Regions from separate parts of the Anas platyrhynchos genome. Here region 1 is linked to region 2. Evidence: chromatin contacts called from public Hi-C data. All regions are on one chromosome and are shown on one strand. Each heading gives the region's core, a stretch centred on a gene start, on an enhancer-like site or on the middle of the called end of the contact. The rest is flanking DNA. Distances are from core to core; before and after follow the strand shown. Region 1 has its middle 11 kb from the start of MYO1D. Region 2 overlaps MAP3K14 (mitogen-activated protein kinase kinase kinase 14).

Region 1 (4,131 bases), core at 74-2,573, 35 kb after region 2:
ATTCATCAACAAGATCCCAAGATGCTCTTGCAACAGACATCATGGGGAAAAGTTGTTGCATTGCCAAGTTTAGATGGGAGCCTAATTCTGTTCTCCATATACACAGGCTTAGACATGTCTTAACCAATCAAAGAATTATTATAAATAACAGCAACAATTCTCATATTAGATGGAAAGCAGCTTCTAGCCTGTGAAGATGAGAAATAGGTTCCTCTTTTTTAACATGAATGCACACCTTTAAAAAGTCACTTCTGAAAAAAAAAAAAAAAAAAGGAAAGAAATTCTTAAGAATGCTTTTCTTAAGAAAAATAGGTTCAAAAATAGGTTCAAGAATAATATAAAGCATATTTAATCCCCTCCTACACACAGGACACTCATTCTCCCTCCCGCCACATGCATATTCAGACTTCATGACAAAGGAGCCTGTGCTGCCAGCTATATCATCTTGAACCACATATTTTACCCCATTCCTTGAGCAGAAACCAGTGTTTCTTTGGCTGTTACATGAAAGTGCTGCATACACTATTTTAAAAAATCCAAAGATCCTTTTTACCAGTGATCCCATTTTTAGGACTGGTCCCTCTGCTTCTTGACTTGTGGAAAAGCCTCTCTGTAGCTGCACTGTATTTTCCCATCCCAGCCATGGACTTAAGAGCTGAAACCAGATTGCTACAGAGCCCACCATCTACATGATGCTGAGTGACCACCAGCAGGATGAGTGCTCTTCCTACTGCCAATGCAGCACCCCTCACCTGGCGTCATTCACCGAAGTGAATTGTGTGGGCTGCATCTCTCCCATGCCTGTATGCACATGGCACGAGGACCTCTTCCAAGGTTGCCTCAGGTTTTTCCCTGAGAACTGCACAGGATTTACCTGTCATGGCAGAGCTTTCAGGGAAAGCTTGGGGCATGATGGTGCCTGAATGGCACTGCCCTGCAGAAGTCAGATGAGCTTCCGAGCTGTTCTTTCTCCAAGGGGGGAATCCCTAAAGAGCTAATGGGACACATGGGAAGGAGCCCAAGGACAGGCCCTTTCCCAGCAAACCGTCTTGGTTTCCAGTGATCCACAGCTTCAGGACTTTGTCAAGTGGATGGCCATCTCTGGACTTGTGTTTATCAGCCCTTGTGGGAACCTCCACTTTTGGAGACAAGCACATGGGAGAAGAAAAAGGTTTTGGTGACACCCACTGTGGAATTCTCCATCTTCGCTGTGTGCACCAGTCACTCTCAGCAGTTTCCTCTCTGCCCCTTCCCAATGTCCTGTGTGCCTGAAAAACAAGAGTAAACCCAACCAGCGCTCAGGTCTCTTCCAAAAACAATTACATCATGTTTAAGCCATCAAGCATGTGATTTCCCGGCGCTGAAACTGAAAGCAGCCTCTCTCTGGGAGAGGAAGAGAAGCTGTGCAATAGGCAGCTTGGATTCAGGAGGAAAAGCTTTATCTGCCCTCCGCAGAGAGGAGATAAAAGGACTGCGAATCAGCACCTCTGCAGCACCATGCAGGAGGGCGGGCTGTAGCCTTTGGAGAAGGAGAACACTTTTAGTATTCAGATATTTAGATATAGTGTTTTAGTATTTAGATTTTCAGCATATTTCCTAAGAAACTTGCTCATTTCTTCCAGAGCCATAAAGTGTTTTTTTTTTGTTTGTTTTTTTTTTTTTTGTTTGTTTGTTTGTTTGTTTGTTTTGTTTTGTTTTTGTTTTTGTTTTTGTTTTTCCTGTTTTCTAAGTGGGAGTTTGAGCACTAGCACAGTGGGTGCACCTGCCTGGTTTAGTGTGTTAAGGCAAAGGGATGCAAGGAAATCTCAGCTTGCCTAACCCCATGCACCACAGAGCCCCCAGTTCCTATGTGGCAAGAGGTGTTGCTGAGTCCCACAGCAGCAGCACGAGGCGTTTCCTGTGCCCAGGTTCTTGCCAGCTCCTCCGTTTCTTGTCCTGTTTTCCTGCCGCCTCATGACTAAGGGGAGGGAAGTGCAGGGGGGTGAGACTGGCTCTGCTCCCACAGTTAGTGCCTGGCCTGACTCAGGTCCCATGTGGACGACTCACAAGGATCCCCTTTGATCCATGCACAGTGAGGAGGCTGCAAAATGAGGACAGAGGCTACAAAAGCTGCAGAATAACTAAGCCAAGTGAGGAAACCTACTGAGAACTTTTGTCTGAGACAAATCCCAGTCTTGGGAGACTCAGGTGTGTTTCCCCAGCTGGGACAGGCAAGTCTGCAACTTGAAGACTCTGGCTGAGAGAAGGGTTTCCTGAAACCATCCAGCTTCTCTTTCCTGAAAGCTTTGCTCAGTGGATTAGCAGATGTCTTTGTTGAAATCCCGGCTACCTGCCAAGGATTACTGTAAACACTTGGCAAGGTGCAGCCTCTTGGCACTGACGCTGGGTGTTGGAGAGAGGAGCTGCAGTTCACCTCGCTGAGTGGCACTTTTGATGTTCACACTCACAAATAAGCTGTTAACTGGAAACACCCCAGGCAGGGGTAATGCATCTGCTGCAGAAACTCTCACCCCCAAAACATCAGTTTATTTTTGTTCTCCCACATCTCTTACCAAGGAGTGGTAAGGGGTTATTTGCCTGTTTACTGGGAGTGGAAGCGGCTGTTCCCAGTCCTGTGAAGTCCCACACACTTGACACAGTCCCACGCAGTGGCCAGAGTAAAGACAGCATCTGTGTGGTGCCTGGTGTCAAAAACAAGAGAAGACTGCAATAGAATCACAGAATTGTAGACTCACTGAACTTGGAAAAGACCTTCAAGATCACCAAGTCCAACCATCAACCTGACCTACCAAGTCCCATCCGTAAACATCTCCCCACTAAGGTGCCACATCCACACACTCTAAATACCTCCAGGGCTCGGGCCTCCACCCTGGGCAGCCCATTCCAATGTTTGATCACTCTCTCCATAAAGAAATTCTTCCTAATTTCAAACTGAAACCTCTCCTGGCACAGCTTGATCCTATTTCCTCTTGTCACCTGAGAAAAGAGACCAACACCCACCTCGCTACAACCTCTGTCAGGTAGTTGGGAAAGCGATGAGGCCTCAGCCTCCTCCTCTCCAGACTAAACAGCCCAGTTCCCTCAGCCTCTGCTCATAACTCTTGTTTTCCAGTCCCTTCAACCAGCTTCGTTGCTCTTTCCTGCATTCACTCAAGCACCTCGATGTCCTTCTTGTAGTGTGGGATCCCCAAACTGAACACAGTACTCGAGATGGGGCCTTACTAGAGCTAAGCACAGAGGGACAATCACTTCCCTGGTCCCGCTGGCCACGCTATTTCTGATACAGGCCAGGATGCTGTCGGCCTTCTTAGCCACCTGGGCATGCTGCTGGCTCACATTCAGCCAGCTGCTGACCAGCATCCCCATTTTCTTTTCTGCTGGGCACCTTTCCAGCCACTCTTCCCCAAGCCTGTACAGCTGCATGGGGTTGCTGTGACCCAAATGCAGCACCCGGTGTTTAGCCTCATTGAATGTCAAGCAATTGGACTTGGCCCATCGATCAAACCTATCCAGATCCCTCTGCAAAGTCTTCTTACCCTCAAGAAAATACTATATGATCTAGGATGTAGTCCAGACCTGTGTGGTTGTATCCAGGAGTTACTGGCATGGCATTAGGAGCAGCTCATGGTAAGCAGGATCAGGCGAGTGCTGTGAGATGCCTACGGGCTGTCTCTCCTGTCACTTGGTAAGGATTTCACGTGCCTGCACCACAGCGGGACTGGGAAGCGACAAGAGGACCCCCTTGCTGAGGGATGCTGTAAGGGCTCCAATTACCTTCCCTGTTACAAATGTGTGCTGTTTCCAGTCCCGGTATGCCCAGGTCAGCTAGCTGCTCCTGGCTTGCACTTTTCTCTTCTCTGCCAGACTGAAGAAGCCTCCTTCTCTCCTTCCCATGGGAGCTGCCAGGGTTCCAGCTGGTTCTGAGCTGCAGGCACCCTGTGTGCAGGGTGTGGGACCTGCTGCCGGTTCCCCAGGGGAGCTCTGCCAGCAGGAGCTCCCAGCTCCCCTTGGTCCTTCATCCCTGTCCTCCAGGTCCCCATCTCCTTATGCTCCTACATTGCACTTGCACAGTAAAGTCGCCATCCTTCATTAGCTCTTCTGAGCCATGCAGACATAGAGGTGACCCTCGTA
Region 2 (4,164 bases), core at 317-2,816:
AACAGCAGTGAAACACATTCTGGACGTCTGCAACCTCTTTGTTTGGAGATGATCACATTTTACACTTGGATGAGTCTTGGTCCCACAGACACTCAGAGTCTCTTTCAGGGCCAGCCAAAAAGGCCCATAGTGGGGTTCCCTGGAGTCTGCCAGTATCTCCTCCACATTAACAAGCAGGAAGCATCACAGCCAAACACAGCCTGTTTCCCTTAGCTGGTATTACTGCTCCTGAAGAAAAGGTCAGAGTGATTCTTCTATAGGCAGAGGGGAAAGAAGTTATCTTTCTAGTCAAAGAGAAGGATTTTTAAACTGGAGCACAGGTACTTTTTAAGATGGAGCTCAACAACTATAAGCCAACTGCATCCTGGACATCCAGCATGGGATGGAGGGGACTGTCCCCCTCTGCTCTGCCCTTGGAGTGCTGCATCCAGGTCTGGGGCCCCCAGCACAACAAGGATGTGGAACTGTTAGAGGAGGGTGTAGAGGAGGCCATGAGGGATGCTCAGAGGCTGGAGCACCTCAGATATGAAGAAATACTGAGAGATCTGCTGTTGTTCAGCGTGGAGAAGAGGAGGCTCCAGGGAGACTGCATTGCAGCCTTAGAGCGACTTTTTACATGGGCAGAGAGTGATAGGACAACGGGGAATTGTTTTAAACCAAAAGAAGGGAGATTTAGATAAGTTATTAGGATGAATTACTTTACCCAGAGGCACTGGAACAGGTTGCCCAGGGAAGGTGTGGATGCCCCATCCCTGGAGGTGTTCAAGGTCAGACTGGATGGGGCTGGGGGCAACATGGGCTGGTGGGAGGTGTCCGTGCCCATGGCAGGGATTGGAATGAGATGATCTCTAAGGTCCCTTCCAACCCAAAACAGTCTATGATTCTATGAACTATGATACCTATGATGATTTCCAATGGTTTGTAGTTCATAAAGTATCTTCTGGTACCACACTTACAACAACAGCACTCAAGTTATGTAACTAAACACATCATTAGGGTCCCTGAACGGACTTCTGGTTCGCTGATTTTAAGAAAGGATGAGGCTGCATGATAGAAGAAATTATTTAGACAAAATGCCGTACTTAAACAACTCCCAGCTTTGTGTCTTACCTGGCTGCTTATCCCAGTGGCAATGTCTCCCACCTTTGTTCTCTGGAAATCCCTGATGTGTAAATTTTCTCCGCTTAGCAACTGGACCTGGATTTTCACTCCTGAAATGTGAAAGAGAAGTCATTAACTTCTGCTGTACGCATAACAACTTCACAGTCCCACACTGGAGAATTGACTATCAATACACAGGCATCAAAAGACCAGTGTTTTGTGTTGTTGTTGTTTTTTTTTTTATCATCAAGTATTTCATTTATGTAGGTCTTGGCAGGGCACACAGGATTGCTGAAGAAAACAATGACTCACAGAGCAGAGCTGGATTTAGCAAGAAAGCAGCTGAAGAGACATACTGATTTGTACAACATGCCCTCAAAATTACTCTGTAGAAATTTATGGTTATAAGGCATATAGTCTTGCACATGGCAGCTGCACAAGGCGAGGCATAAAGCTGAATCAGACTCCGTGGGTTCAGGAGCTTCTTTGGCTTTTATTGGATTATACAGACTTGACTTCCACCCACCTATGACTGGAGCAGACTTGGCCTCTTGACAGCCCATATGCTTTCAGGAGAGTCTGTGCTGACACAGGAACTGAAGGGTATGAAGAATTCAAAGACTCCATACCCCAGATCTGCTAGATACTGAGAAAGCTGTACCCAATCATTTATCTAGACTTCACAAAGATGGACTCACCATTGAAATAGCTAGGAGTGTCCGTGTGACGGCTGCGATTCAGTAGGTTGTTAAAGCTGAAGCTCTGTCCATCTGTCTGGCTGTTCCAGGAATGAATCCCTGAGCTCATAGTGTCCCTCAAGCTATGCGAAGCCTTCATGGAGTTCTGCAGAAGTAAGCACAAGTCTGTCAAATGCTCCTAAAGAACATGAGCTTCCACGAGATGCCAAACATGAAAATAACCTCAAGGGAAAAAAAATAATCCACAGGGATGTGCAATTGGGCCTTGACTTACTCAGCATTTACCCGACATCTAGAAAAGGGGATGTATAACAATGCAACAGTTTGCAGACACAGAAAGCTATTCTCAATAATCAAATCAGTAATCAGCTGAAGAGTTGGATGAAAAGAAAAAAAGGGTTTCATCATACTGACAGAAGAATAAAGCATCAGATAAATCTAATGTTGTTAAGTGACAATGCACAGGAAAAAACAGTAACTCTACATAAACAACTGCATTGTTGTGCTTGTTGGAAAAGTCTCTGTTATCTTAGAGTCATGGGAGGTCAACCTGACAGCAACAGCTTATGGGTAAAGACCCATCAAAAGTCACATCAGTTGTTAGGGTTATGAGCTAGGCAAAAGAAATAGAGAAAAAAGCAGAGTCACATCCCATGTTGTATCAACATCTGAACTACTGCAAAGAACTGTGCTCAACTCTCCTCAGAAAGCACTACAATACTGAGAAGAGGAACAGAAATAGGAAGCAAAGATGATCATGTTCAAAAATGACTCCTGCAGATGGCAGGCTACACCATTTTGGACTCCCTGTCTGAAAGCAATGATTGAAGGCTTACAATTAAATTACATCCTTCCTGGTACAACAAGGCTTATTCTGTGTTGTTGTTTTTGTTTGTTTTTAACTGGTATTCCCTACCTTATGAATAACGGAGTTAAAGCAACCGATTAATTAAACCTAGTGTTTAAATAATATACAGGTCATTAGTATGAGTAGGTTAAAACACATTTGTGGAGATCAGATCCATAGGCTGGGAGTGAATATCCGGGAGAAGGGTTACTGTTCTGCCCCATTCTTCTGCTCCATCCCTAAACATCCCTCCAGTGGCCAGGAAGAAGATCCTTGGCCATCGGGTCCAACTCAGTACAGTTCCTATGCTCGCTCACCCCTACTTCTTCAGTTCCTTGATTCTACATGAATAGGATCAAGGCCACTGATGTTTTCCAGATCCACACACTTGATGCTTACTGTGAAAACACAGCCCAGAAGAGCAACTGGAAGAAAGGGATCATCGTGGGACAACAAACTGAAAAACAACTAAAATCCTAAACAACTAAACCCCATTGCCTAAGAACAAAGTTTCATCCCTCCAGTATGCTGCAGAAAAACAGATGTCAAAAGCAACAAGAAATGTGAAAAGCTCCAGATGTTCACTGGTCACAGCTTCCAGAGGCGGTTACCCTGTGACCCCTCCACACCCCCAGTAACACAACGAGCATCCACGTATATTCACCTTCTCACTGGCATCTGACACAAATGGGCTGTCGATGCTGAGACATGAAAGCATTTGTTCTTGCTCTTCCAGCGAGTAAGGCTGTGAAAGGCTGTTCAAAAACAGTTCTGCAAGCAGAAAGAAAGGGAAGGAAAACATTTAAAGTGATTCCTTTTGTGAGTTCCTGCTCCAATCCCAGTTATAACAATTAATACTCTTAATAATCTTAATAATCTTCAGTGTTAGATAATGACCACTGACACTGGTGTCTATAAACTACCTGACACATAATTCCTCTGGTATTGCTACCACGGGGAAAATAGGGAAACTGAGCCAGAAAGGACAGAGGAGTCGTGCAGTGACATGCAAAAAGTCAGAAAGGGCTTGCACCCAGGAGTTCCCAGTTCTTGCCTACTGTGCCACCTGTCAGTCTGCACTCTACACCATCTGCATCATACCAAGGAAAGGGACAATCTGAGGTACTCTGCTCTTGCACTAACTTGTGTTGATGATATCCAGACCTGACAAGGATGATGGAGGTCCAAAGCCATTTGAGAAAAAAGACAGCCCTCAGCAACTCCTACAATGATATTCCTCAGTTCTCTGACAAGTTACATTTCAAGACACTTTTTTTCTAGCTTGAACTTTTCAATTCAGTTATGAAGACAAGAAAATATGGGATAAACAATTGAAAGGTTGAGGTAATGGAACTGGACTATTACTTCACTGATTTTTCACTCTGAACTTAATCTCATGTTTTCAGATTCTGTATTGTTGGCTGGTGGGTATAGCTTTTCCAATGCCATAGACTGACTTCAACTACACTGCTTTGTTTGAAGTCTCCCATTCAAAAGGCTTATCCCTTTATTAAAAGA

Evidence for each region. Hi-C and Micro-C count contacts between places; a contact is called where the count stands out from the background.
Region 1: a Hi-C map of liver shows a contact between it and region 2, with 3 times the contacts expected there. The contact joins two enhancer-like sites. A contact is called at or near these places in 2 of 8 Hi-C or Micro-C datasets (liver and subcutaneous adipose tissue).

Annotation. Positions count from the first base shown.
Region 1 is chr28:6,053,123-6,057,253 of IASCAAS_PekinDuck_T2T, forward strand. No RefSeq gene overlaps it. Among named protein-coding and RNA genes, the nearest start is that of MYO1D, 11 kb to the right of the region's middle. Within about 2 kb of position 1,324, at least 1 of the 8 cell types and tissues checked has an H3K27ac peak or open chromatin away from gene starts, as enhancers often do.
Region 2 is chr28:6,018,160-6,022,323 of IASCAAS_PekinDuck_T2T, forward strand. MAP3K14 (mitogen-activated protein kinase kinase kinase 14) reads right to left here. Exons shown (of 16, transcript XM_027445217.3): 13 at 3,311-3,417; 14 at 1,800-1,944; 15 at 1,111-1,211. Among named protein-coding and RNA genes, the nearest start is that of MAP3K14, 20 kb to the right of the region's middle. Within about 2 kb of position 1,567, at least 1 of the 8 cell types and tissues checked has an H3K27ac peak or open chromatin away from gene starts, as enhancers often do.